2 separate regions of the Hordeum vulgare genome follow, and region 2 is linked to region 1. Evidence: chromatin contacts called from public Hi-C data. All regions are on one chromosome and are shown on one strand. The core of a region is the stretch at or near the end of the contact, and the rest is flanking DNA. Distances in the headings are between cores, read along the strand shown.

Region 1 (3,523 bases), core at 803-3,302:
TTGAATTCTTGGTGAGTCCGATATATGAGCCTCGGTGGTACCGATATGATGACCCAGACTGGATTTCCAAACTCGTCGAGACCGACTTCAAACTCGAAAATTTTGAAACTTGAAATTAGCTTAACCGAAAGTTGGTCACCCAATCTCGGTGGCACCGATAGGAATGTTGGTTGTACCAAGATGGTGGTTTTGGCATAGGATCTGTCTAAGTGTAAAATCGTATAGCTAAGTGGGAATTGTTGGTGGCACCGATTTTGCATATTTGTCTCGGGACAGATATGTTTTGTGGGAAAGTGGCTATGTATTTTTGGTGGCTATCTCTAAGCACTTGAGCAACCATTCATTATAATACCTCATCCCTTTTTAATAATACTAACTTTTCTATGGACTCAAATGTGATTTCTCACAAAGTGTAAAATGAAGAGTCTTCTTGCTTGAAGCTTTAGCCAATCCTATTTCTTCCTTCATCAAAGGGGTATCTCCACACAATCCTATAGCAAAGCATCTTTGAACTTTTCTGAAATGTACTTGAATAAACTCATTAGTCCAAATGATGCATATGTTGTGATTAATTACCAAAACCACCTTAGGGAACAATTGTGCTTTCACTCGCCAACTGCCGTGTCCGCCCTTGGTCACGATAGTTCCAACAGAGCAAATTCATTGCGCATGGCGGGGCTGCTCCACTACAGCCTCCGCCTGATCCGCTGATATAGAGGGAATAAAGGTTAGTTCTTTCTTCCGCTTCTTATAAGATTTACTGTTCCCTTGTACATACATCTGACCAAAATTTGTACCTGGTTCACTTGTCTTCAGACCATTTCCACCTAAGACAATGGCCTTACTATTGTTGTCTAGCTCCACCTTCAGTTCTGTGTTTGTGGCAGAACATTTGGGCCTATATACCTTTATTTGCTTCCTTTTTTGCCCAACAACACGACTATATGTAGCTCCTGAAGAAGAAAGTTCCTTACACAACATGCCTTGATCCACCTTATCCTTTAATTTCTGATTATGAACCGTCAGCTTCATGGGAGACGTGACCACATATTCCTCTTGCAGTTTTATCAGCTTTTGGTTCGACAATCTTAGCTTTATCATGGAGATGGGATTCCCCTTTTTGTCATCACAGTGTGAACACCCCGCCACTTGATTGTGAACTTTGCAATGATTTGAAACCTGCAAAACTCCTTTTCTTATCGTCCTTGACACACAACCTACCAGCATTACAAGGTAGCTAACCCTATGCATCCCTCTTACGCGACGTTGAGCATTCCATAGAAGAGTGCCCCAACAGGCCACATGAGAAGCAGTAACGTGGGAGACTCTCATATACTACCTCACGAGAAGCAATAACGTGGGAGACTCTCATATACTACCTCATAAGTGTCATACTCTTGGTGCTTTTTTAAAATAAGCCGTAACCCACCTTAACAAAGGTTTGGAGATATCCACGGTCACTCTGACTCGCAAACAGCCCCCCCAAAGCTCTACCCCGGCCAGCCACATCAACAGTCTTCGCCGTTCCTAACTTTGCTCCAAGTTTTTGTCCCCCCAAATCTGTTCATCAGTTCAAACCGTGGGTTTTTTATGCGAGCCCAGACAGTTAATTTGTCGAGGCAAACATCCGATAGCCGCCGCCCAGCATCCAAATTGTTAACGAGCACCGCATGCTTGCCAACGGTCCATGGAGATCCCGCTTCGACCCGATCTTTATTCCGCCTTACTCGCGAACTCAGCAATAAACATACCGTCTCCAATAGCTCCCGCTTCCCCAAGCTTAAGATCTGACCAAAAGTGTCGCTTTTGACATTTATTCCAAGCTCCCGCTTCGACCCGATCTTTATTCCGCCTTCGTTGCAAACTCAACGATAAACATATACCGTCTCCAATAGCTCCAGGATTCATGCCTTTATGATTTCCCCAAGCTTAAGAGTGGTTGGGGATAGTACCTTCCTTTTCTATGAGCATTACACCAAATCTCACCGCAGTCATTTTGTGATGGTAGATGAGAGTGAAAGAGGAAAGTAGTACCTGACACGTATCGCGTCAGATAAACAAGTGGCATGCGGACAGGCCCGAGGTGGGCGGTTCGAGCCCCCGATGCAGCAACTAGTAATTCCCCCAACAGAAGAAAAAAAGAAAAAGTAATTGCAGCCGTCCTATTCCCCTCAACCGAGCCTCCGTCCCGAGCGAACCACCAGAGCCCATCCCGAGCGCCGCAGCTAGCTAGGGTTCCTGGCCGGCGCGCCCAACCCCCCCCGCGGCCCCGCCGCCGGTACAGGATCCCGGCGGCGCCTCCCTCCGTCCATACCACCACCAGCGCCTCCCTCCCCGGAGCCACGCCGCCGCTCCCGCCCGGAGCCACGCCGCCGACCAGTCCACAGGCAGGCAGCCACCCCTCCCCCTCCCTCCCTCCCTCGCTCCTCCTGCATCCTCAGTTCGTTCAATTCCGTCTCCTGTTTTTCCGCCTCGCTGTAGATTTGGTATAAATTGCGAGAATACAACGACGGTTATTTCCCGACCGAGTGCTCGCCGCGTGGTTTCCCCAGCGCGCGTTCAGGTTCATCCACACGCGGACGGGTTTTGCCCGGTAGTTGTTTGCGATAATGCTTGCAGGGGCAAATGCGTACAAATCCTAGTCTGATTTCCTTCTTCCTTCTTCAGACGAGCAAATGTTTCCGGTTTAAACATGTTAGCAGCCGAACAGGCGATGGCCAACGATATATGATCAGGCGATGGCCGAAGTTATGAGCGCATTGGTACTACTGATGGTGTTGTTGGCCTGATAGATGTCCCGAATCTTGTTCATGATTGGGAATGTGGTGGTACTGTCGCGCTGCGTTGTTTTCGATTTCAACGGCTGGGCCTAACATGTTGCCGTTTAAAGTGACTGTTTCTCCTTTTTTTTCGTTTTGGCTGATTGATTGATCTTCAGGTTCCACCTTCCGTGTTATGCCATGGTAGATGTACAACTAACTAATGATTTGATTTGCTGCTCCATATTCATTTTACACTCGCTAAAAGTCTAATCCCATCCCTTTGGAACTTGCAGTTGGAACAGGGCATCAACGTTGTCAATTGGAGGGCTTGGAGCTGCTTCGGCATCCACAGTAGAACAAACAAGAAGGTAATCTGCTGTTCCTAGCTTCTATACATTTTTTTAATTTGAAAAATAGTAAAGCGCATCTCCGTATTGCCGCTTTTCCAAAGCGAATTTACGTATCCGTATCAGCCCGATGCTGATACACGTATCTGTATCGGTGCATTTTAGCGTGTCTGTTTGCTTAAAGAAAAGGATGATAATTCAAGTATAATGTGATAGCTGATTAGAACATTCTACCGTGTCCAAGGTCCACACTATAATTTTCTAGTGTTGGTAATATTTTGTACATCACTGATATGCGTTTGTGTGCTTGCTTCACACTGACTTTAGGTAACTCTGAGCCATACTTGCATGTAAAAGTTGAAATTCTCGTGCTGACAATAGCTGGTCTATTGATAAAGCTATCAAAAATTAGAC
Region 2 (3,419 bases), core at 746-3,245, 120 kb before region 1:
CAGTGTCGGAGTTTAAGGACCATTTTGGACCTTTCCACCAACTTCAAGGGTGGCTCATGCATTTTACTCTGCATATGGACCATTGGACCCTACTACTCCCTCCGTTCCTAAATACAAGTCTTTGTAGAGGTTTCACTAATGAACTACATACGGATGTATATAGACATACTTTAGACTATAGATTCACTCATTTTGCTCCGTATGTAGACCTTTAGTGAAATATCTTAAAAGACTTATATTTAAGAACGGAGGGAGTATGTCAAAAGATGAACCAACAGGGATAGTACTACTACCACACATGCATGCGTCACATAGAGATAGATCCATTTCTATATATGGGTATTTTTGGACAAGGCACTATATATCTCTGGGACACGGGGAAAGTTTGTAGATCGAGCTGGGGATGTCAGATCAGCACACTCAGCAGTGCATGTGTGTCGGTGTGTATGTATGTGTCATGTCTTTGTGTGTCCGTTTCTCCGGAGATCGAGCTAGCTAGCGCTGCAGTACATGGTCATGGCCCGGGATTAGGTGTGTGTGTGTGTGCAGGTGAGACACTGTTGGTCTAGCTCCTCATGCATGCATACATTCAGTCATTCAATAGTTGAAAATAATAATGGGATTATAGACTATACCAATAGTCTTGTCGTTTTATAGACTATATGGCGGTTAAAGCTTAATCAGAAACGTGTGCTAAGTGATGACGACATCGATCTCCTCATGCCTTGTTCAATGTAGGGTACATAGAGTGGTGCTTAGTAAAGTAAATCGAGACTGGAGCATACTCTCAACGGTGCATCATCGGCATCCTGGAGCATGTACTGTTTTCTTGAGGGCCACTATATACTCCCTCCGTTCCTAAATATAAGTAGTTTTAAAGATTTCATTAAAGGACTACATATGAATGTACATAGACATATTTAAAACATAGATTCACTCATTTTGTTTCGTATGTAGTCCACTAGTACAACATTTAAAAAGACCTATATTTAAGAACGGAGGGAGTAACTAATTAACATAACCACAGTCTTCATCCAATGCAGCCTTAGAAGGAAATCACGCACTGGTATACGTGACTGGTGCACGTCGACGTCGTCAAAATGGCACCGCGTACGTAACGTAACGTAACGTGCCCTCAAAACCCCGAATCACGTGGCAGCTGAGCTGGACGCGATCAAAGGTGTTATACGCGTGGGAGCTGTACAAATTGCGGCCGCAGTTAAAAAATGTGACCACGGTTCAAGAGAGACATCGGCCACGGCCAGCCAGCGTCCAAGTTGACAAAACATCGATCGTGACACTGACACGGCCGTTAGAAATGCATGCCATCTCACGTCAATCGTTCGTTCTACGAACAACAGAATCAGCAGTGGAAAATCCTAGTTGATGAGATTTGATCGTCACATTTTCTAGATGAAAATTTCTAGAGAATCAGCAGTGGACAGTGGAGTACCGGCCGTCACCACATGCATGCACGCATGCATGCTTGATTGGAGTGGCCTCTCAGACTAAAAAAAACTGATGACAAGTCACCGTCGATGGATCAAAAGGTGGTGGGGGCGTACGTAGCTGCCGTGCATAACGGGCGGGCCACGCACACTTGCGGCTGGAATCAGTCAGGCAAAACTAAAACAATGCTGCCAACATTACACATATACTGTACTATACGTGGAGAGAATATGGACGCATATAGTGCAGTCGTGTGTACTGCAGCCTTACAGTGACACGGACATAATCAAAAAAGGAGAAAAAAATACAGTGACATGGACATTGACACATGAACCGGACGGACACGTTCACGTGGATGGCACGCCCCCCTTTAATACCTGGGTCCGTGCATATAGATCGATGGCCTAAGTACAAGCTGGCTGTTTTTTTTTTTTTTTGAGACAAACAGCTGGCTGGCTGGCAGGCAGGGGTGTAACTAAACTTGAGAGCAACTCGAGCAACTCCAACGCGATCCCACCTAAAGGGACAACATTTACAAGAAGAGATGTGGTTGAGGGTGGGCCAGTAAATTAAATAAGTATAGAAATGTGGGTAGATGGATGGGTGATAAGTGGATCACGCCGGACACGGGCGGACAACGCACATACAGAAAACGTCCGTTTTTGTATCCGCCTGCAACCCAAATTTGCGTCAGAAATGGGTCAGCGCGGACGTGTGAAGCGGAAGCGTTTTGGGTTTGGGTAGGTGCGCTGGGCCTCCACTTTTGTCCACACCGATCCAAACTTTGGAGTGCTAGTTTGTTGCACGTTGAGGAATGATCATATGATCCTACTATGTTAGCATTGTTGAGGGATTGCACTAGTGAAAGTACGAACCCTATTTCTTATTCCCAAGCATTTATACAACTTTTTGCTCGTTGTTTGCCACTTGCTATCTTGTTGTTTTGATTTATTCAGATTACAAAAATCTATTAATACTAACCATACTACACTTGTATGATCAATATCTCTTCACCGTACTAGTGCACCTATACAATTTACCATTGTATTGGGTGTGTTGGGGACACAAGATATTTCTTGTATTTGATTGCAGGGTTGATTGGGAGTGACCATCTTCATCCTTCACCTCCCATGTATTGATAAACCTTAGGTCATCCACTTGTAGGAAATGTGTTGTTGTCCTATAAAACTCTGCACTTGGAGGCTATAGCGACCCGACCCAATATGGTCAAGTCTTTGTGCTTTGCCTCCAATCCCTAGATCAATATGATGGTACACACAGTACTTCGATGAAATATCATAGGATCACATGTAAAATAAATACCGTAGATCTAGAGTATGCCTTATTTATCAAAGCGGGAACATAACAATAGGGGTGTGGAGTCCCATCAACGCCAACGTCAAGTTGAGTGTAGATCGTACCCGTATATTGTACTCTTACTTATCGTGGAAATATCTGCATCATAAGACATTGTAGCCATGTAGGTTAGTATATTAAATCTACTCGCAAGATCACATACGAAGTCAGATGAAAATAAGTATATCACTATATGCAATGTAGGAGTGGAGGCTTTATGTCTGAGTTTTTGCATAAAAGCTGGTTTTTTCCTAACTGAAAATTAATCAAAACTTACTACAAAGTTGTTGTCACTAATGAGATGGTTGCACCAACCAAATTCATTTAATGTATTAATTGTTGAGATTATCCAGATAATGGAGTTCTAGTCACTCAAATTGTCCATAACCGAGGACACGCCTAATTGATTAGTTTAACACTCTCAGAGGTTTGCACACTTTTTTCGCAAGACTAAATCGCTTCCCTTGAAGTCCTTGCACTACATGGTGTTTGAGAACTGGACGACCGAGACACAGTCTTTTCGGAGTATTCAACTATGCTAGAGCCCATAATAGCTTGTGGCTGCACATGGAAGCTTCTGGTCTTGAAAGATCCATCAATCTCTTTAAGACTGG

The links. Hi-C and Micro-C count contacts between places; a contact is called where the count stands out from the background.
Region 2: a contact with region 1 is called in a Hi-C map of an unstated tissue, with 6 times the contacts expected there. The contact joins the enhancer-like site here to the promoter of LOC123395698 in region 1. A contact is called at or near these places in 2 of 6 Hi-C or Micro-C datasets (seedling and an unstated tissue).

What each region holds. Positions count from the first base shown.
Region 1 is chr5H:5,023,531-5,027,053 of MorexV3_pseudomolecules_assembly, reverse strand. It overlaps LOC123395698 (bromodomain and WD repeat-containing protein 3), which reads left to right and starts at 2,052. Exons shown (of 24, transcript XM_045090732.1): 1 at 2,052-2,387; 2 at 3,056-3,130. The coding sequence starts at 2,067.
Region 2 is chr5H:5,142,642-5,146,060 of MorexV3_pseudomolecules_assembly, reverse strand. No RefSeq gene overlaps it. Among protein-coding and RNA genes, the nearest start is that of LOC123399153, 17 kb to the left of the region's middle. Within about 2 kb of position 1,995, at least 3 of the 3 cell types and tissues checked have open chromatin away from gene starts, as enhancers often do. A contact at or near this core is called in seedling, where this site is marked.